Regions from separate parts of the Mus musculus genome. Here regions 2, 3, 4, 5, 6 and 7 are each linked to region 1. Evidence: chromatin contacts called from public capture Hi-C and promoter capture Hi-C data. All regions are on one chromosome and are shown on one strand. The core of a region is the stretch at or near the end of the contact, and the rest is flanking DNA. Distances in the headings are between cores, read along the strand shown.

Evidence for each region. Capture Hi-C pulls out chosen DNA fragments and counts their contacts.
Region 2: a promoter capture Hi-C map of adipose tissue shows a contact between it and region 1. The contact joins the promoter of Stk11ip here to the promoter of Zfp142 in region 1. A contact is called at or near these places in 1 of 39 promoter capture datasets (pre-B cells), 6 of 484 Hi-C or Micro-C datasets (CD4 T cells, CD8 T cells, double positive thymocytes and 2 more), 7 of 115 datasets of contacts at active chromatin or transcription factors (bone marrow-derived macrophages, double positive thymocytes, memory CD8 T cells and 4 more) and 2 of 9 other capture datasets (adipose tissue and liver).
Region 3: a contact with region 1 is called in a promoter capture Hi-C map of liver. The contact joins the promoter of Gmppa here to the promoter of Zfp142 in region 1. A contact is called at or near these places in 1 of 39 promoter capture datasets (pre-B cells), 3 of 484 Hi-C or Micro-C datasets (CD4 T cells, CD8 T cells and liver), 2 of 115 datasets of contacts at active chromatin or transcription factors (bone marrow-derived macrophages and memory CD8 T cells) and 2 of 9 other capture datasets (adipose tissue and liver).
Region 4: a contact with region 1 is called in a promoter capture Hi-C map of pancreatic islet, with 2.8 times the contacts expected there. The contact joins the promoter of Resp18 here to the promoter of Zfp142 in region 1. A contact is called at or near these places in 2 of 39 promoter capture datasets (cranial neural crest and liver) and 3 of 9 other capture datasets (adipose tissue, liver and pancreatic islet).
Region 5: a contact with region 1 is called in a promoter capture Hi-C map of liver. The contact joins the promoter of Tuba4a here to the promoter of Zfp142 in region 1. A contact is called at or near these places in 2 of 39 promoter capture datasets (the HPC-7 cell line and pre-B cells), 2 of 484 Hi-C or Micro-C datasets (CD4 T cells and centrocytes), 2 of 115 datasets of contacts at active chromatin or transcription factors (bone marrow-derived macrophages and memory CD8 T cells) and 3 of 9 other capture datasets (adipose tissue, liver and pancreatic islet).
Region 6: a contact with region 1 is called in a promoter capture Hi-C map of adipose tissue. The contact joins the promoter of Cnppd1 here to the promoter of Zfp142 in region 1. A contact is called at or near these places in 7 of 39 promoter capture datasets (the HPC-7 cell line, cranial neural crest, hematopoietic stem and progenitor cells and 4 more), 3 of 484 Hi-C or Micro-C datasets (CD4 T cells, cerebral cortex and uterus), 4 of 115 datasets of contacts at active chromatin or transcription factors (the SCID.adh cell line, bone marrow-derived dendritic cells, bone marrow-derived macrophages and 1 more) and 2 of 9 other capture datasets (adipose tissue and liver).
Region 7: a capture Hi-C map of macrophages shows a contact between it and region 1, with 3 times the contacts expected there. The contact joins the promoter of Nhej1 here to the promoter of Zfp142 in region 1. A contact is called at or near these places in 3 of 39 promoter capture datasets (erythroid cells, hippocampal neurons and liver), 2 of 115 datasets of contacts at active chromatin or transcription factors (bone marrow-derived macrophages and microglia) and 2 of 9 other capture datasets (liver and macrophages).

Annotation. Positions count from the first base shown.
Region 1 is chr1:74,586,673-74,589,542 of GRCm38.p6, reverse strand. Zfp142 (zinc finger protein 142) reads left to right here and starts at 1,515. Exons shown (of 9, transcript NM_001310668.1): 1 at 1,515-1,979. Bcs1l (BCS1-like (yeast)) reads right to left here and starts at 1,254. Exons shown (of 8, transcript NM_001305652.1): 1 at 1,150-1,254; 2 at 1-57.
Region 2 is chr1:75,520,117-75,522,986 of GRCm38.p6, reverse strand. Stk11ip (serine/threonine kinase 11 interacting protein) reads right to left here and starts at 1,458. Exons shown (of 25, transcript NM_027886.3): 1 at 1,345-1,458; 2 at 1,138-1,223. The coding sequence starts at 1,198.
Region 3 is chr1:75,434,419-75,437,288 of GRCm38.p6, reverse strand. Gmppa (GDP-mannose pyrophosphorylase A) reads right to left here and starts at 1,353. Exons shown (of 13, transcript NM_001357170.1): 1 at 977-1,353; 2 at 451-511; 3 at 255-352. The coding sequence starts at 490.
Region 4 is chr1:75,276,909-75,279,778 of GRCm38.p6, reverse strand. Resp18 (regulated endocrine-specific protein 18) reads left to right here and starts at 1,364. Exons shown (of 6, transcript NM_009049.2): 1 at 1,364-1,577. The coding sequence starts at 1,472.
Region 5 is chr1:75,217,937-75,220,806 of GRCm38.p6, reverse strand. It overlaps Tuba4a (tubulin, alpha 4A), which reads left to right and starts at 1,513. Exons shown (of 4, transcript NM_009447.4): 1 at 1,513-1,614. The coding sequence starts at 1,612. A630095N17Rik (RIKEN cDNA A630095N17 gene) reads left to right here. Exons shown (of 3, transcript NM_001243090.1): 3 at 234-712. The coding sequence ends at 347.
Region 6 is chr1:75,141,251-75,144,120 of GRCm38.p6, reverse strand. Cnppd1 (cyclin Pas1/PHO80 domain containing 1) reads left to right here and starts at 1,410. Exons shown (of 10, transcript NM_026977.3): 1 at 1,410-1,478; 2 at 1,561-2,063; 3 at 2,618-2,705. The coding sequence starts at 2,637. Retreg2 (reticulophagy regulator family member 2) reads right to left here and starts at 1,335. Exons shown (of 9, transcript NM_170755.2): 1 at 993-1,335; 2 at 646-752; 3 at 168-198. The coding sequence starts at 1,258.
Region 7 is chr1:75,123,860-75,126,729 of GRCm38.p6, reverse strand. It overlaps Nhej1 (non-homologous end joining factor 1), which reads left to right and starts at 1,504. Exons shown (of 9, transcript NM_029342.4): 1 at 1,504-1,594. It overlaps Slc23a3 (solute carrier family 23 (nucleobase transporters), member 3), which reads left to right. Exons shown (of 12, transcript NM_194333.3): 11 at 293-388; 12 at 712-1,189. The coding sequence ends at 1,001.

The sequences.
Region 1 (2,870 bases), core at 266-2,765:
ACAGATGCTTATAGGCTCTGAGGCACTGTCAAAACCGAGGGATGGATTGTAGCAGAACTGGAAGAAAGCATAAGACTAGTATAGAAACTAGACCAGTCAATCTTGCTCCGCTCCCTCCCACAGAAGCAAGATGGACAGGTCAGCAGGACTGTGTTTCAGTGGAGTAGGAATGGTGTTGGAATGCCACAGCAAACACCCCAGGCTCTTCAATCCATTTTGCTCTTCAGTTAGACCTTTTGCCAGAAGGCCATTTTGGAGAGTTTCTCAATTCCAAAAAGCAATGTACCCAGCTCCACATCAGGATACTAGAAAGGCAAGACTCTGGTCCCTGGCAAGAGCTAGACAGAAGGGTCCCCACTGAATGGAATCGGCAAAGGTGATTTTTCCATTGCTCTGTCAATGACCACATGCCTTACCATCAGAAATGTCTTTCAAATATCCTCTCCCTTACACCCCGTTCCTAATGTCCTGTACAGACATTTATTACTTCTCACCTAAACTATTTCTTGCAAGTTATTTTGGTTCTTGAGGTGATATTTGAATGGACCTTCAGCACCTGCATCATCCAAACCCACCAATCCCAGACACGCTACAATTCTGTCACTTGTATTCCAGCACCCTTGGTGCCTTGCTCCCATTGGGTTCAAATACCACAGCCGGATACGCAGGGATGCCTACATTAGAATGCGTACCTTTACTAGCAAATCACTACCTACTTCTAGCTCTCTCAGTTCTGTTGGTACCGAATGACCCCCACCCCTTTATTCTAGGCATTCTTTTTCATTGAGATCATATAGTCTACTTCTTCCACGGAGCCTTTTTCTTTTTCTTTTTTTTTTTTTTTGGAGCCTTTTTCAAATTCAACCCAATTAAGATGTGACTAAGCCTAACTTAAGACAATGCCTAAGGGGACAAAATGGCAATTATTTCCAGAACACCTCTCCTTGCAACACTTCTCCACTGCCACTCCTCTGCCTGGCACACCGGCCCACTGGTGAATTGACAGCCGTGACCTCCGCTAAGGCTCGGAGCTGTGATCCAGAATTCCAAAGCACCTTTGCATGGAGAGCCGCTGACGAAGATCTCCTGGCCCCCGGCTCCCGAACCCTGACACACAGCAGCTGACTCCCGGACACCCTATACACAGACCTGCTCGCGCTTCCAGGAACGTGGGAGAGAGAAATCTGTCACTCCGCCCCCTTCCCTCCATGACTCTCTGGCCCTCACACTCGATGGTTTCGCCGGGCCTACGAAGAGGCAGCGCCGCTAGTCCCGCCCCGGACTGCTGCATCTACTTCCGGCCACACCCACCACGGAGTCCTTGCCACTCTTCCCTGCAATTCTCGATGGTTCCGCTTTGGGGCTTCAGAAGGGGGGTACTCAAGGACATAGAGGGGAAACCATAGAGTAGCACGGGCCTTGAAGAGAGACAGAGTGGCTGCCACACGTCAGATTCCTAGAGGCGCCTGGGCCGGGGGCGGCCACATCAAAGGCCCCCGAGGAGCCACTCCAGTCCCAGTCGGACCATAGAGATGCAGCTCCCGCCAGCCCACGGGTAGGAGGTGAGAGAGCGGCTGTCGGCGGGAACCAGGGGAAGTGCGGGCGCTGTGAGCTGAAGGTAAAAGTTTCTCTAGCTCCAGCTTGAGTGGGCCCTGGAGGTGGAGCCCGCGGGAGGAGGTGCTGCGGGGAGCGCGCCGGTGAGAGGGGCGCGGGCGCATCTCTGCTGGACTCGGGCGTCTCAGTCGCGTCACAGCTCCGGGCCCCGCCCGGGTATCCGCTGCCTCTCCTCAGGACCAGAACCGTGACGATGCATCATCCCAAGCCTTGCAGGTTCCAAAACGCCTTTCTCCTCCGCTGTATCTCGTGACTTGGCTGTCGCCCCACAGTGTAAAAGCTGTCGTCGCCGCCGCCTCCACTTTACAGACAGGAAAGCTGAGGTCCTGAGAAGCGAGGCAAGTGCATCGACTCAAGGCTACACGGTGAGTCAAAGCCCAGAGGCGCGTGGGAACTGAGGTGCCTACGCAGGGTTGCCTTGTTCCCCAGGCTTCGGTATCCCTTGCTTCTCCAGTCTCAAAAGCACGTTACTTCTTTCTGGCTCTCTCCTACCTCCTCCCCCGCATCTTCCTGAGGCCATGTGATGGGCTGGAAGACCGCCTAGAGCAGCAATAATTAGTAGTCCGTGGGGGCTGTGATTTCCAAAAAGCCTCGCTGACCACGGAAGTGCACTTCCCTGCCTCCTTCTTGAATTGCTGTCTGTTCCTGCTGTTATGCTTTTTAAAGACATATTTGTTTATTTTATGTATGTGAGTACACGGTTGCTTTCTTCAGACACAGGAGAAAGGGCATCGGATCCTATTAACAGATAGTTGCGAGCCACCATGTGGTTGCTGGGAATTGAACCCAGGACCTCTGGAAGAGCAGTCAGTGCTCTTCATCACTGCGCCATCCCTACAGCCCTCGTGCTGTTTTTACGTGGAGGGATTCTGTAGAATGAGAACTAGCCACTCTCACCTGGCACATACTCAGTGACCCAGTTTTGTTTGAAACAGGGCCTCACTGTTTAGCTCTGTCCTGGAACTCACTATGTAGACCAGGCTGGCCTCAAATTCACAGATACCTGCCTGCCTTTGCCTCCTGAGTCCTGGAAGTTTAAAAAGATTATCTCATTTATTTCAGTCGAGTTGAACAGGACATGCAGTTTAATACCTTTGTTTCTCAGTTGTGTTCCCACTGGAGGCTTTAGTAAGTTAGTGAATTGGAAATTTACCTTGTATTTGAGGAACCACTGGCTTGATACCTTAGTTTAAAAGATCTGGGTTTACTGCAACTCAGCTGGTCCACTAGAATTTCCATTTTGTCTAACTTACCTA
Region 2 (2,870 bases), core at 209-2,708, 930 kb before region 1:
GCACATAATTCAAGGTGTCCCCTGGAAGTCTAGAAAAGGCACAGCATGGGAGTAATTATTAACACAAACCAGAAAATGAACTGCCATCAAGAGACTCCAAGGATGCCATGGTGGGAGTATATAGATATGGAGCACTAATGCCATCGAGGTCACACATTCCAAATGACAGCTGCTTCATCTAGATCTCATCCTTATCTCCTAAAGACATCCATTAACCCCACCTTACAGATAGGAAAGCCGGGGCTCAAAGAAGAATCTCTCCTTTCTGTGTGTGTGGGGAGGATGCTAGGGATTATAAGTCAAAGTTTTGTACATGCTAAACATATGCTCTGCTACTGAACTATATCCCCAGCTCTCAAAGAATCATGATTGTGATCATTTAGCTGATGATGGCAACCACATAACAAACAACATAGTGCCAGGCGTGGTGGCACATGCCTTTAATCCCAGCACTTGGGAGGCAGAGGCAGGCGGATTTCTGAGTTCGAGGCCAGCCTGGTCTACAAAGTGAGTTCCAGGACAGCCAGGACTACACAGAGAAACCCTGTCTCAAAAAAAAAAAAAAAACAAAACAAAAAAACAAAACAAAACAAAAAAAAAAACAAAAACCAAACAACACAGTGATCTTTGCCATGCCCAGGCACTGGGGCAGCAACTATAGTAACACTATCTTTTGAACACTTATTATGCATGCATGCACTGCACTAAATAAGCTAACTAAAATCCCGCTATCTTTTGCGTTCAATACAATCCCTATGCTAACCTATCTGAGAAGAATACTGAGGGTCTAAAAACTTATCCAAGTCTGATAGAGGGTTGGGACTAACCTATGTGGGTCTCCAAATCTCTGGTGTCTAAGGTGCTTATACTTGGCTTTCGGTACAAGTGATTATGTTCTTGTCTGCAAGTGTTTAATCTATTAATGATCCCTTTCCTCTGGAGAGTTAAGTGCTATGAGAGATGGATAGAGTTTAGACTGTCAAAGGCATGACTGTAAACAACGCGTCACAAGGAACACACCCAGAAGACGCCGGCACCTCGTGACCCCGCCGGCAATGACTCGGTGATTCCCGGCGTTTCTGGACAGTATCGAACACACCTAGAACTCCCAACCAAATAAGCCAGAAGTCCACTCACCCGACTCCCGCAAAAGTCCCGCCAGCTTCCACACTACTGAATCCCGCGGAGCGGTCGTCATAGCCACGGGACGCTGGGGGCGGAGCCTGGGGAAAGGGGAAGCGGAAGAGCCTCAGGTGGGCAACAAAAGCCCAGAGCTTTCGTGCAAATGGAGGCGTCGCGCAATGTAAAAAGTAAGCATCAGCTAAAAAGAACGATCTCTCTGACCCCTTTTCCAAAAAGCATTGGGCCTCGGGAGCCCATGGGCCCGCGTAATTCGCACTCCAATCACTTTGGCAGCCGGGCTCTTTTAGGGCAGGAAGTCCCGCCCCGGAAGGCAAAGGACCTACCGGAAAGCATGCCTTCGCTACCGGAAGCCACGCCCTGGGCGAGCCGATGTGTCAGTAGGACGGAACTAGCCGGGATTAAGCCCCTAACGGGGCCCCAGGTCTAGCTCGGCTCTGGGTGGCCCCTTCGGCAGAGAGAGAAACCTGACTCTTGTTTGCAGACTGGGCGGGGAAGCAGAGCTTGGAGAAATGGGATCTTGTATTAGAAGGAAAAGAACTCATCCAAAACAAATACTGATCTTCCAGTTACATAGCTGTCCTGTCCTTGCGAAGTTCTTTTATATCAGCCAGAAGGGCTAAGGCTGGCAGGGATGCCACTCTCAAACCCCCTTTGCTGTCATAGTCCTCAGTCTCTAGACTTATTTTTCCTTAGGGTTTAGCACACTCTCAAATTGGTCCCTGGTCTCTGATTTCAGAGCTCTGGAAGCAGAGGCAGGAGGGTCTCAGTGAGTTCAAGACCAGCCAGCTCTAAATAGTGAGTTCCAGGCTAGCCAGGGCTGCATAGTGGGATCCTATCTCAAAAACAAAAATTAGTCACTGGTAATGACCTGAACCTGTATTTGTTTTGTTTTGTTTTTAACTGTATTTACAGCTCAGTACACCTAACTAAAAGTGGTTTTCCTAAATTTGAAAATAAAATATATCAATAATTAACAAAAGCAAGACTGTTGAGTTTTCTACTTCCAAATTGGCACTGTAGCTTTTTTTTTTTTTTTCAAGATAGGGTTTCTCTGTGTAGCCCTGGCTGCCCTGAAACTCTGTAAACCAGGCTGCCTCTGCCTCCCAAGTGCTGGGATTAAAGGCGTGCGCCGCCACCACCACCCAGCACCACTGTAGTTTTTACCCTGGCTCTTGGTCTGGCAGTTGACATCAACTTCTGGTCTACATTATGAAAACATTTCTTAGGATGGAGTGACTAGCTAGGCTTGGGAGGGGAATGTCTTTTATGAAACAATCCTTTCTAACACAAGAAAGTTAAACATGAAGTGTAGGACTGAAGAGATGGCTCAGTGAATTAGAGCACTGGCTAGGCTTCCAGAGGACATGGGTTCAAGTCCCAGTACCCACATGGCGGCCCACAGCCATCTGTAACTCCAGTTCCAGGTGGTTGTACAATCTCTTCTCATCTCCATGGGCACAGCACATGCATGGTGTAGAGGCATTCAGGCAAAACATTCATACATGCAAGTGTTTGCTTTTAATGAAAAATCTAAAGAGTAGAGTTGGAGTCAGTCAGTTTTAGAGGTGGTGGAAGGCTTCTCTAGCCTGAACAAACTTCCTATATACCGTCTCATGGATCTGGGACATTTTGTGCAATTGATAATCCATTACATAGCAACTGTCAGTCCTTGTTTATCGATCACCTGAAGCTGGCCATGGGGGAGGAGCCATAACAATCAAGTCAAC
Region 3 (2,870 bases), core at 104-2,603, 850 kb before region 1:
TGATTCCCCCTGCTATGGCTCTAGCTTATTCTTTAAGATCCCTGCCTGGCTTCACATTCCATACTGTAAAACTAAGTGTGAAATCTGAGCAGCAGCAAGAGGCAGGGAAGTCACCAGGACTGGCTGCCCAAAGCAGTGCTCAGACGCCTGTGAATGGCAGCCCGTGGAGCCGTAGTTGGTGGGAAAAGATGGCAGCTGGGAAATGGAAGACAGACACACACCATGAAGGAGAGGGGCAGGAAGTGTGGGGTTACCTGGGCACAGGCTTCTATATGGTGCTGGATCATGGGAACGCCTGCCACAGGAAACAGAGGTTTGGGCACCTCAAAAGACAAAGGCCTGAAGCGAGTCCCTGAGAGGACAGGAGAACGTTTTAGCTTCCTATTTCCTTGTGTCCCAACCCCACCGACCTCTCCAGCCTACCCGCTCCCCTGTCCCCCATCTCCTCACCCTTCTGGGGGCCTCCAATGAGAATCACAGCTTTGAGCATGATGAGCGCTATTACCTAAACCTCAAACCACAACAGAATAATTACAACACATAGTCCTTTCCTAGGATGTAAACACAAAAGTTCAGTATAGTCCCTCCTTGGGCACACAATCACGAAATTCATCCCAATCCAGAACTCAGATGGCTTCAAAACCCTGCAGCCCTCCCTTTTATCTCTAATGACTTCTCTTTGGCCGTGAACAAATTATGTAAACACGGGTACTCAACGGACCCCCTTCTCTGACCCCAGATCTCAAAACCCTGAAACCTCTAGTCCCAGTGCCTTGCAAATGACTGCTTCCTCCTTCTAGCTGTTCAACTCCGAATCCCAGCGGTGAATATGGAACCACAAACCTTGAGTGAGCTCTGGGTATTTAATTTTAATCCTATGAATGCGCCCCAAGTACAGAACTAACATCAATCTGCATTTGATGAGCACCAACCCTAACACCTCTAGGTGCTGACTGTGAATTCTACAACTACCTACATGTGCTCGAATCAAAAGACAGGTTCCGTTGACATGTCAAACGCTGAGCCTACTACTCCAGCCGTGCGCATACCGACCACTGGTGCGGAATCTCTGGATTCCAAAGATTGATTGCTGACCTGGACCCCACAACTGAGTCAGTCCAATAGACGTCAGTTTCTCGTAGCCATTGGTTATAGAACCAACACAAGCGTGGGCATGAGGAGAGAAAGACAGGCCCTGTGAGCCCTCCCTACGTCCAGGGTCCGTCTGCTACACCTTACCCTGCCCACCACCCCCTCCACCATGTAGATCCTTTTACCACTAGCTCCCTTTACGCCAGCTCTGCCGCCTGCCACTGCTTGCTCCTTCCGCGTACGTGTCTCCTTACAACCCGCGAGAGCTCTTTCGCGGGGGCTGCTGGGAATTGTAGTTTTGAAAACGTTCTCTCTCCAACTCCAATAAGACACTTGGGAAACGTGCTGGAAACCTGGTGCGTTCCGTCAAGTCACCGTAGGACAAGGCTTAACTGAGGAGAGAGAGGAGTAAGGATGGGGGCTAAGAAGTTAGGCCTGGAAACTTGAGATTGAGACCTAAGCTTTTCCAGTATGGGCTCAGGGGCAGCGGAGCACTAAGTCACAGGACAATCCCCTGGGTGGCCAGCTTTGGAACAGCCTGGAGGGGCTGAGCCTAGACTGAGCAAAAGAAAAGGAGCAATCACAGTTCCAAAATTTGTCCAGCTGAGAAATTTGACACTGAGAGAAATCCTATTCCGGATGACTACTACCTGTAAAATGAGCTTTCCAGATTTCCTAGTGACTCCAACATTCTGTGACCTTGGCCTGTGGGTCTTGGAATAAATATGGGGGGGGGGGCAGGCAGGGAGAGGAAATGGCGATGGAAAACAAAACAAACAAGCACGAGGAGGATCAGAAGGAAAGCAATTTTGTTTTATTTTTGTTTTTTAGATTATATCTAAGTACACTGTAGCTGTCTTCAGATGCACCAGAAGAGGGCGTTAGACCTCATTAACGAATGGTTGTGAGCCACTATGTGGTTGCTGGGATTTGAACTCAGGACCTTCAGAAGAGCAGTCGGTGCTCTTAACCACTGAGCCATCTCTCCAGCCAGGAAAGCAGTTTTATTAAGCAAGGCAGAAGAGGGTTTGGATCCCACCAGCACCTGGGATCGCAGCCAGGGTAAAAAGGTCTGATGGTCCCTTTCAAGCCATGTCCACCTGAGGAAGCCTTGGGCCATGTCCTGGGGTAGTCCTGGGGAATGGTAAGGCGCTGGTGGTGTTAGGACCAATCTCTACACCCTGGGGAAGGTGTGGAGAGACGGAGGGCAGATCTGTGGGTCAGTTTATCTGTGTGTGTAATGAGCGTTAATTATAAAGCTCATTCTTTGCAGTCCAGTTTCTGGGAACAATACTACACAGGTCCCAGTCTCAGCCCTGCCTTAGCTGCAGATCCTAGACCTCCCTGTCGTGGTCCTCAATGTCCTACCCGTGCTTGGTCTGGCAGACATGGAGTGGGCAGTCAGTGCTGCCATGGCGTCTTTGAGGTCCCTTTTATATCTTAGCATGGACTCAACAAAGGACAGGGGAACCTGACCATAGGACACGAGCATCACCATGAGATGAGGAATATCTGGCCCTAACTCCACACGATGCATTTGAATTCACAGTATGTTATTGGACAGATGACTAGCCTTTACATTTTATCTCTTTCGTTATTAAACAGGACTTATCCCTGTCCCTTTTTCTCTGGGTCAAGTAGAAGATCAAAAGAGATACAGCTCTCACAAGTGCTTCGGAGACAGCTCTGTGTAAGGAAAGCGCCCTGGGTTGGGAGCCAGAAAACTAGATTTTAAATCCTGGCGCACGCACACTGTGACCTTGGGTCCTAGAATCCTA
Region 4 (2,870 bases), core at 115-2,614, 690 kb before region 1:
AAGAAAAGAAAAAAGAAAAGAAATTTCTCTGAGTCTTAACAAGCTTCCCTTTATGGTTTCCTGAGTCTTAAGTTTCCCTCCTGGGTGGTATATGCCAATTCATTGTTTTATAGCACCTCTCAAATTGCTTCTATAAATCATTTAAAAAATAAAATGTTAAGCATATAATCGGTGACAACAAACTTTCAGATCCTGGCGTGGGAAAACACCTTGTGCCAGACAGTCCTGTTAATATATACTGACTATATATATTTTTTTTTTCCAGGCAAAAGACAAATGAAACTGTGTGAAGACACAGAGTCCAAACAAAAGGAAGAAAAGTGATTGGGATCATAACCCTTGGTGAGTAAATGTTCCACCAGGTGAGTTCTACATTTCCCCCCACGACACGGCGGACAGTTCACCGTTCCCTTCAGCACCAACAGACTCTAGCAGAAAGTAATGGTGGAACAGGCTGGGGAGCAGAGTTGCAGGTTCTTAGGTGCCAAGGCAGCCAGAAACTGAAGAGGAATTCTGGGTAATGAGTGGTCTACAGAGAGAGAACCTGAAATCTGAATGCAAATCTCCCCTAAATTCTCAGCTATCTTCTAAATAGCACATGCACAGGGGTGAGATTTCCAAGAGCCTAAAGGAAAAGCCAGATATCTGAGCAAAGATTTTGGCAGCTGCCACGGTTCTAAGGAGGCAAAGCCTGGAGCCAGAACCCACAAAATTAGAGGGTCTTCCTAAACACCTCACCGAGTCTCAAAACACCCTGAGCAGTAAATACTGAAGAAAGACAATGCAATCCAGAGACTCCACAAAGCATCAACCCAAAAAACACCCACTTTACAACAAAACTTAACATTGGAGCTTAGAAACATGGCACGGGACAAGTGGCAGTGTGCCAGGTACTTAGTTATCGAAATAGATCTATTTTAAAGTGTACGGTGGTTAGGATTTGGGCAACCACAATGGCTGTGGGAAAATAAGGATGGACATTCAGTGTTTTGCGGGTTGAACCCATATGGTTGCTAAAAGATTTTAAATGGATGAAGAGAAAACGAGGTCGAAGGCAATAACCAGTCATCAGGCTGAGTGCTCACTCTTCCCTCGCAGTTCATATTTAAATATCACAACCAAACACATGAAGTTGGTTCCATTTCCACCCCCATCTCATATGCAATCAGTCTCTCCTTCCTTGGAGATTGAGAATGGCGGCTTATCTGGAAAAGTGTGTAGAGGGTGGGGGGCAGAAATTCCAAAAGGTAGAATGGAGAGAGGCCAAAGAGGATGGCTAACTTGGGTAAGCAGCTGCAGGGGCAGAGCCTGCTTGTGATTGGCCGAATTGCAGAGGAGGGCTCTGCAGATCTCTTGTCGCGTCTCTAGCGCTAGAGGGTGAAAAGTGACATCCTGGCACAGGCCCCCTGGCTATTGTTGCTACTTCCACTACGACCTAGCTCGAGGAACCGTGAGTTTGGATCCAGCCAAGATGCAGAGTTCGTTAAAGCCCGCGGGCTCCGGGCATCTTCAGCTACTGGTCTGCTTCCTTCTGCTTTACAGTCGTCCAGGCAGCTGCAGCGACATAAACGCCCACGGTCAGGAGAGAACTTGGGGTGGGGGTGGGGAGTGCGGACAGGCCAGAGAGCAATTCTGAGAGCAGAGGTTCTGGCCTTCAAGGCTAAAAGACTCAGGAGGAAAACCGTTTAGGATGACAATAGAGAAACGCAGAGGGTTTCAGCGGGACAGAAGCAGTCTTGGCATTTGGTGTTCAGGGTCTAGACAGAAGGAACGACCCAGGGAAAGGTTGGGGGTTGGGGAAAGAGTAGGAAAAACAGATGAGCCAAGGGTGGCTGCAGTACACCCCAGACGTTTCGGGGGGGGGGGGGTCAGGAAAGAGATAACCAGGACTAAGTGGAAAACCAGGAGTGCTCGTATTTGGTTATCTTATCAAGGGAATAAGTGGGTGGGGCTGAGAGACAGAATCAAGGCTCAGCCATAAACCTGCAGAGTACAGGGGCTGGACCCGGTTTCATGAAGTGGGGGAAGCTAGGTTGGGGTGAAACAGGTTGGAGGGAGACCATTCTACTTCCTCCTGTTCTGATCTGCGCCATCCTGGATGGACCTGGCCGGCACTCACTTGGTAACAGTCGGGGAAAGACTGCGCAGCCTCAGAATACCTGCGCAGACCATTGCACAAAGTCCTAGTCTGACGCCCCATCTCCCTGCGGGATTCTTGGGTTTGGAAGCCAATGCAGAGGATTCGCAAAACACTGCGGGTGGAGATCTGGTGTCAAACAAGGGGAGAACTGAGGCAGGGTGGGAACGGAGTAGAATGGGGGGTGGGAAGTGCAGGTGCCAAGGCGTTGTCATTACCGCCCGCAATGACTACATCTGACCCTCCTCAGCACCACGGACAGCTCCAGCCCATTCTGTGGATCCTGGTTTCCCCATGTACTTTACCAGACACCCTCTCAGACTGAACATAGCCTCTTCTTTGGAAGTTCTCTTTTTTACCAGGACACTAGAACCTCTACTTCTTTCTAGGGCCAGGAAACTGTATTGTGAATCTATCTGAATGGAGTGAGGGAGAGAATTGCCCATTCTTGGAAGACCTATGATTTGAGGCTAGCCTGAGATACATAGCAAGACAAAGAGTTTTGTTTTGTTTTGTTTTATTGTTGTTGTTTGTTTTTTAATTAACTGAAGTGGAACAGGGAGAATTTTTTTCTTTAACACTACTCACTTATCCTTCATCCCTGCCCTTCTCTTACACACCATTGAGCAAATTGTGTTTCAGGGGAAAAAATCCCAACCTTCAGACCTTACACATAGGAATACAGTCAGCCTTCCCTGCCCCCACATTCTTCATCATGAAACTCTGCGTCCTC
Region 5 (2,870 bases), core at 264-2,763, 630 kb before region 1:
TGGTTACCTCAGTTTTACAAAGAACGGAATCTGAAGGCCAAACAGGTTTAGAGTTTTGCCTAATTGTTCAGATCTTTTTCTATCCCTTGTGCCGTGTGGGTTCATAGGAAACGAGAAGATCTTCAGAGTGGCCACTGTGTCCTGTGATCATCAAGACTCATTCCTTTGCACAGACCATGACCCATGATTGCAAGCGGCTTAACCAAATGTCCGTGTCCATTTTCTTTTTACAGAGGAGACCCTCTCCCAACCATGGTGCTAGGGATCAAACCCAGAACTTCACAAATGATGACAGCATGCTACCAACCGAACTACACACTCAGCCTCTCCCAACGAAATTCTCCTAACCAGATGTCAAGGACTAGAAAGAGATCTTGTGAAATGTATTGTATTCTTTTCTATGACTTCTCTTAAGTCAAATGCCACTAGCTACTTTGTTGATAGAACGTCTGCCATTGCTGTATATATTTCGGCCTTGTGTTATGCTGACAAACAGCTCTGTCCCTAAGAAGAGAATGGAAGCCCATGCTGGTGAAATCTTTTTCAAGTGATGACTACCTTAGGAGTCAGAATTTTTATGGCCATGAAAACCAGCACCTGGGCTCCTCCTGAGGGATTTTTTTTCCGGTGGGGGTGATGTATGTCTGAGAAAGCAGAAATAGTTTTTAGAAAGGCCTGTCCTAGTACGAAATGGAAATAAAACGTAGAAAGGAGGTATCTCTTCGACTGTACAAGCCAAGAACTCAGTGACACTAAGTCACTTGCCCAAGGTTGCATAAGGCCGACCGGATGCTGTTCCAGAGGCTCCAGGTTCTGTGCTCCACCGCAGCAGGTAGGTGGTCGAGGCGGGGAGCTAACTAATAGTGACGGCGCTAATGACGGAGCCTCTGACCAGCGAGTGGCCTGGCCGGTGAAAGGTGGCAGATTCTCGCGTCGGCCCTCACAGATTGGCTGCGCCGCTCGGCTTTGAGGGATAGTCTACCGGATCGGCACCCTGGGGCTCAGGCTCTGTAGTTCTAGGTCCTCGGCCTCCTACAGGTGTGGGCGAAAGCCTACCAACTCGGCCGGGGACCAGCAGGCGGCGGTCTGCTGTAAGGGGGTCTCGGGCGACCAGTCCCAGCTGCCCAACCCGCCCGAGCCCGGGAGGCGACGCTGGGAGGACAGCGGAGAAGGCCGGGGACAGCCGCTTTTGAAGGATTGCTTGAGCTTCATCCGCCCTAAATCGGAATACCTGCACCATGAGCGTCTACATGACGCGGGTGCATTCGAGACACGCTCCGCCACCGCACCCTGCGTCTCTGCTTCGGACCTTCGGAATCCGGGACATCGGCTCAAAACTAGGAACGAATATGGGCCGCTGCTTCTAAGCCAAACCCGACAGGTGAGAGAATCCGGAGCGGCAAGGGGAGGGGATACGCCTAGGTTTCACTCCCCTGGTGGCCACCTATCCTGACGGGGATGTAGTCTTTAAACCACCCCGCCCCATGGTGGGCGGGCTGAGCGCGCAGGTCCCGCCTCCTGCCTATAAGAGCGGTGCGGCACTGCAGCTCCGCAGATCTCACCGAGACCCGTGACCCCGACTCTACGTGAGACGTACAGCCCAAACTCATCATGGTGAGTGAGGCCCCGCCAGGATCTCTCCGGTCCTATAAACAAATGTCCCGCTTCTCTGGGGGAACCTTCCACTAGAGATCTGAAGACCCTTTCCTTAGCATTCCGAGTTTCCAGGAGATGTAAGAGTTTTGCACTTCCCCCACCTCTCCCGGTGACTTTGACCTAGTGTGTTGTCCACCTTCAGAAGCTGGGGACTGAGGGAGGGTGTTTCACTAGCAGAGAGGAGCCCTTCTGTAGTGTCCTCCTGCCCTACCAAGCGTCTGTGTTCCAACCCTCCTGAGGGGAGTCACGAGGTTCCGTACCCAGTGCTCTCCTCCGGCAGCAGAAGACCTGCTCAGCTGCCCCCGCCACCCATACCCCCTGAGTGAGTCCCTGGAACTGACCGAACACGTGCCTGGCGCCGGTTGGTTTAAGGGGTTACTTGGTACCGCACCCCGTCTTCCTCCGTGTGCCTTCTTCCCATCTACACCCCCCACATGACTCAGCACCCCCTCCTGAGCCAGGAGGGGTGGCGGGAATGGGGTTCGGTCTCGGGAGGCCAGCGGGCCCCTCCTACCCGAGTGCGGGTGCTCGCGGGTGCTCGGAGAACAGGCAGAGACAGCTGGCGCTGATCGACAGCCCCGGCCTCGGCCAGGTGGCGGGGGAAGGGAGAGAGGTGTATGAAGGGGTTTGTATTTATAGCCCGGAGCGGGGGCAGAAATCCAACCCGAGCTTTCAACTGGGAAGTAACTGGAAAGACTCCAGTGGGAGAGCAGACGTAGGGCCCAGGTACAGATGGCGTTCCCCTGGCTTGTGCAGCAAGGCGGGTTTCCTCAAGGGCCTCCTAGCAGGTTCCACTTCCTTTTCTGGGTATTTAGAAATTGTCGTGCCCCACCCCGCCCCCACGCGCCATTTGGTTGTGAAAAGGGAGGCGCACAGGTTCTATAGACCTGGGCGTTGCAGGGGTTAAATTATGGACCACCTAGATGTAGCCTTAAGTTGCCAGGGCTCCAGTATGTATACCTGTATTGCCTGCCCCTGCCGTCAGCGTTTACCCGTATTATCGCTGCTATTTCCATGTGGGCTGAGGCGAGGATGGAGGTGGTGAAGCAACGCAGAGTGTGAGGGTGGAGGTGGGGAGAGGAGCCAGATGGGATTGATCCCTCAGGGCCAGATGGAACTTAAAAGTGGAGGTTCTAGCATCCTGAAGGCCAGAATGGTCAGTTGATACCAGATGGAAGGTTGAGACACCTCTTTGCCCACAGGAAAGAAGGGGA
Region 6 (2,870 bases), core at 161-2,660, 550 kb before region 1:
CGTTTGCATACAAAGAAGCCTAGAGCCAGGCATACTTTTGCTTGCTGTAAGTCCCTTCATTACACTGGGCCTATGCCTGCACAAGCCACAGCCCTGCTCCTCTTTGAGCTGAGCACAGCAAGCAGACCACATTTGGGCATCTTCTTTAAAAGGTGGCCTATACTCACCTGTCAGAGTGTGGTTCTTCAGGGGGTGGTGCTATGGAGAAAAGGGTGTGGGGTAAGTTAAGAATACAAGAAGCACTTAGAGACAGATCCAAAGTCAGAAAGAGCTGCCTCTCTTTAACATTCTTGGTCTCAATTTTTCAGTAATCCCTCTGTCTCTCGCTTCCAGGCCTGAACCACTATGTGAAGTCCAGAGCATTCCCTTTACCCACCAACTACAAGGTGTACGATATGCTGTTTCTGAACCCAGCTTTAAATGCTATATAGTTTTGACTACTAAACTCACAAGAACATTAATTTTGGAAAAGAAACAATTCTCATTTCAGGCAATTTTCTTAAAAAAAAAAAAAAAAAAAAAAAAAACGATGGAAGGGCATACAGGATGCCTTAGGAGATAAATGGCCTTCCTGTGCCTCCCCTCAAGTAGCAGGGTGATGCACGGAGCAGGTGCATACAGTGCATGTGGAATGAAGAAACTCACCTGAAACGTCAGGGAGAAAGCGAGGATGCCAGAGATCCAGTAGAAAATAGGTCAAAAGTGAGATGCTGAGCAGGAAGAAGGGCCGGAGGGACGACGAAGACAACAACCTTAGGGAGACAGGCATCTCAGTTGAGGCTCCCAAATCCATCGAAAATCACAGAAAGACCCATGGATGGGGAGATGGCCCTCTAAGCCTCACCCAGTCACTAAGAGACTAAAAAATGGGGCCACCTGGTGCAGGATCACCGCCCCAGACGCTGACAGCCCTCCAAGGGAGGGAGCACCCGGTCCTCCCGCCCCCGCTCTCCCGCGCAGCCCGGCCCCGCCCCCTCCTCCGTGGCCGTTACCAGAAGAGGCCGTTGAGTGTGGCCGCCGTGACCAGGCTGTGCAGCGGCTTCTCCCAAACCAGCAGTCGCTGTGCGGCCGCCAGCACCGCCTCCCAGCCGCGGAGCCGCAGCCACAGGGACGTAGCTAAACGTCCCACTGCCTCGGCTGCGGCCGCCTCCTCCTCCGCGTCGCCAGTGGCCTCACCCATGCCGAGGCTCAGCCCCAGGCCCAGGCCCAGCCCCGAGGTGCCACCCGCGCCGGTGTTACCGCCACCGCTGCTCGCCATCACCGCGCCGCAGCCGCTGCCCGAGCCCGCGAGGAGCCAGGGCTGCGCGGCCGCCGCCGGGGGCGCGTCAGACGGAAGGGGGCGCACGCACGGGCGAGCAAAAAAACCTGCGGTCAAGCGTCACGTGATGAAGCGCGATGCCACGTGACGTGCCCTAACAGCCCGGATGGGACGCCCGCGCGTGCGCGTTGGCCGCTGTCGTGATCCTGCACCCACGAAGGTGTGCTTCCAGGGTGCTGGAGGGGTGATCCGGGGCGGGCGTTGAGGCTGCGAGGCCTGAGGTCTTCTCCCGGTGTTTACAGGGCGGCTGGAGACCTCTTTGTCGCGTGAGGCACTGCCCAGAGGCAGTGAGTGGGCTTTCAGGCCCCCAGGATCTTGACTACAATCTGCTTGGGATCGGGAAGGGCGGTGCCATCCCCATTACTCAACCCTCTTCGCCTCCAGTCCCCTCCCCTCAGCGGATAAACAAACACCAGCGCGTGACTTTAATGACTTCAAAGCAGCTTCACCAACTTCGAAAAGTTGTTTCTTCCTTCTTGGAGCGTCGGCCCTCTCTCTTCCCAAAATCTCTCAGCCGCAAATTGTGTGGAAGGAGTGTTTGGAAATAAAACATCCAGGCGCTGTTTGCTTTGGGGAGACCTGTTTAACATCGTACATTGAGGCTTTATATCTTTTGAGATCATTTAATTGCTGGAGTAACCATACAGAATACAGTATGTATTCGAGTGTTACAGTTTCAAACTTCTAAGGGGCATAAAGATTCAACAGATTCCCTCCCACCTTGTTCACAGTTCTCCCACCTACGGTAAGTTTCTTGTTCATCTTTCCTGGGCATTGCTGATTGAGTGCGTCTTCCCTAAAACCCAGGAAACAACTCGCCGCGTTGCCTTTGTGTTAGGCTCGTTACTATCTGTACCACGACTACAAAGCCTGGTCAGCGCGTTCACCCTTGGTGTGTCGCGGTCCCCTGGGAACCGTATTACAATTGCCCCCGGTGCTCATAGCTCCGGAGACCCGGAGCTCTCAGGTTGGGCAAGGCAGGAGGCACTTCCTGCCGGGCGCGCAGACTCGTCGGTGACACTCACTCCCGCAGCTTATAAACGCCTAGCGAACGCGGCACGGGCTGAGAACACTGCTGGCCCTCGTACCTCCTGGTTCGCCTGGTGAGCGCCGCGCCTGTCGTCGGGCGCCGGGAGGCCCAGTCGCACGCGGAACAGGAAGAGGCGTCCCACGGCCGCCTGCGAGAAGGGAGGAGGCTGCGCGCAGTCGGGCGGTGGCCCTTTCGGGAGAGGTGGGCCAACGGGTGAGCACGGCTCTGGGGTCACTTACGATTCCTTCCCTTTCCCTCCACCTTCGCAGGGTGGCGGCTGACAGTGCGATGGACCTGACTGGGCTCCTGCTGGACGAAGAAGGCGCCTTCTCCCTCACCGGTTTCCAAGACTTCATGGTGAGAGGTCCGCCTGTTCTCTGCCTCTGGGAGTCAGAACTCCCAGGCGTTCTCCTCCAGACCCGAGCGGAATGGGAGCTCTCTTACTTGTTATGCCCTGGAGTGGGCTATTGTTGAGAGCAATGCCACTTGGGCCTGAAGGCAAAGCCTCAGGTTATAAGAGGG
Region 7 (2,870 bases), core at 255-2,754, 540 kb before region 1:
GTCAGAAGTGGGAGAGACTAGGGCTTTGTAATGTCACACTTCCCAGAAGGGAGCTTGGGACAAAGGGTACCTGGAGGGAATGTGGGTGCTTAGAAAACATGGTGCTGAGAAAGGAATCTGGGCAGGGCCTGAGTGTGGGGAATGGAGTGTGTAGAGGGAAAAGGTAGATGGGATGGAATGGCAGCCTAGTGAGATGTGTCCCTGGTTTGAGATGCAGTTTACGTCTGAAAGGGAAGACTCATTGCCTGGGACAGTATCAGTTACCTTCCTGCCTGGCCCCAACCCTTTGTAGGCTGGAGCCCCCTGGATATGTTTCTTCGTTCTTTGCTGGCAGAACCCATTTTCTTAGCTGGTCTACTGGGCTTTCTCCTAGAAAACACTATATCTGGTAAGTTGAGACCAGGTCCCAGGGGAGTGGCTAGGTAGTCACTACTCCCTAGGTTGGGCAGGGCAGTGACCTTTACTTATTTTTCACTTAAAAAAAAAACCTTAATTTTCATTTTAAATTATGCATATGTGTGTATGTGTGTCTTTGGATATTTGCATTCATAAAATGTAGAGATCAGTGATGGTAGATCCTCCCAGACCTGGAGATTCGGGCAGTTGTGAGCCATCCGGCATGGGTGCTGGGACTTGGAACTTGGGTCCTCTGTAAGAGCAGTACCAGCTCCTAAGAGCTATCTCTCCATCCTGATCACCCCTCTTTTACAGGTACACGGGCTGAGAGAGGCTTAGGTCAGAGGCTGCCAACTTCTTTCACTGCCCAAGAAATTCAAATGCTTCAGCAATCCAGGAGGAAAGCTGCTCAAGAGTATGGGCTTCCTTTACCCATCAGAAACCTGTGTTCCTGCATCCCACAGCCTCTCCACTGCCTCTGTCCAATGCCTGAAGACTCTGGGGATGAAGGAGGATCCTCTAAAACAGGAGAGAGAGCCGACTTGTTGCCTAACTCTGGGGAATCGTACTCCACAGCTAGCAGAGAAGGGGTTAGGTCCCAGTAATCATCAAGACCACCATTTTTGTCTTAGTTTAGCAGTAACTGCCACCTTGCTGGAGTCTGTATACTTTGTCCCAGTGGAGGTGGATGTGGCCCACTTGCAAAATGGGCTGCCTTTCCTCCTCTTAAGACTTGAGCAGAGGCCATGGTTTAGCGGGTTGGAACTGAATAAATGAGATTTCTGCCTGTAAACTGTCAAGGCTTCTTGAATGAACTCTAGCATTCAAATATTTACTCTTTGCCATGAGCAAGGTCCTACATCCACGGATATGAATACGACAGGGTCCCTGCCCTCTCCCTGCATTTAAGATTTAAATAAGTAACTAAAATGTAAAGCAGATAAAAAAAAGATGAAGAGGCAAGAGAGAAGTAGTATTTCGTTTCAACTTAGGGCAACAGGAAAGGAATTAGGAAAGCAGCAGAGTTGCGAGTGGCGTTAACAAGTGAGGTTCGGGCCCCGCCCACCAGGGCCCTGGCTCCGCCCACACCCAAGACCCCGCCTTCCTGAGTGTGTTGTGTGTGGGGGGGTGGCCTCTCAGTTTGCGCACCAGGACAGGCCCGCCTTGAGGAGGGTGGGAGTTCCCGCAGCCGTTGACGGTAGGTGGGGTTGGTTTCGTGTCGGCGCCGAGATCTGGGTCTGTCCGGACGCCGAAAAGCAAAGATAAACTCGTGCAGTGGCCCCTGACCCGGGCGCTTTTTCCCAGAAGGGACCGCGCGCAGCCCGACTTTGGACCTCCCGGAGTGGGCGGACCTGCGCACGCGCAGTCCGTTTTCGGCCTCTGCCTTTTAGTGTGTCGTGTGAAGCCCCTCCTTAGCAGGCTTCGTGTTTGGCCCGCTGGGATGAATTAGTTTTGTTCCCCTTTGGGGCCCTGAGCCGTAACTGTGTGCAGCGGATGCTGTAAAAATGAGAGGCGGGCGACAAAGTTCTAGCGGGGGTTGGGGGGGCAGATGGACGCCTAGGGCGCTCGAGGGCGGGGCGTGTGACCTTTGGCGGCAGGGCCTAAGGTTTGCCCTCTTTGGTGGCACAGGGCGTGGGCTCGACAGATGGTCTGTAGGACCTTACTGCCCCCTGCAGGGTATTTTAGGAACTATCCCTGGGAGAGGAACCCGAGTGGTAGAATGTCGTGCAACTTCACAGTCTCTCCTTTAAAAGACAAATTAAACCCGCGAGGTTGGTTAACGTGATCATGGAAGACCAATTTGCGGAGTGTGGGGCGGGGAGTCAAACCCCAGAGGACTTAGATTCCTTCTCCCTCCATGCTGTGAACAGTCTCAGGCCCCAGTCCGTTCTACCACTTTGTTTTGTTTTGAAAGTCTCTTGCTATGTTGTCCAGGTTGGCTTCCAAATCAAGATCCTCCTGCCTCAGCCTCCTGTGTGCTAGGATTACAGGCATGCCCCATCATGCCTGACTCACTGAGTTATACTTACCTCAAGACCAGGCTGAGTGGTAGGAGCAGCCAGACTGGATGTTTAGACATTTTTATAGGGCCAGCTGTCCCTGGCCACATTAAAACAGCTTCCTCCCATTCAGACAAAACCATCGACTTGTGGGTTTTGACCTTCGGAACCAGTTAGGCCAATAAGCTCAATTTTGGTGAGTTTCAGAGTGCATGCCAGGATGTGCCTATAAGGGAAATTAGAGGGTTTGGCAACTTCATTTGTATGTCTAATCTTTCCCAGTGTAAACTCTTGCCCAGTGAAGACTCTTTAATCATTCTGAGACCAGTTTATCCTGTTGGAACAGCCCAGGATACAAATAACCATCTCCACACACAGCGTTTCAAGGTGGCTGCAAATAACCACCATATATGTAGTCCTGTGTCACTTGAAATGGCCAGATGTTTTTTGACAACTGTGTTGTTAGGCAATTTT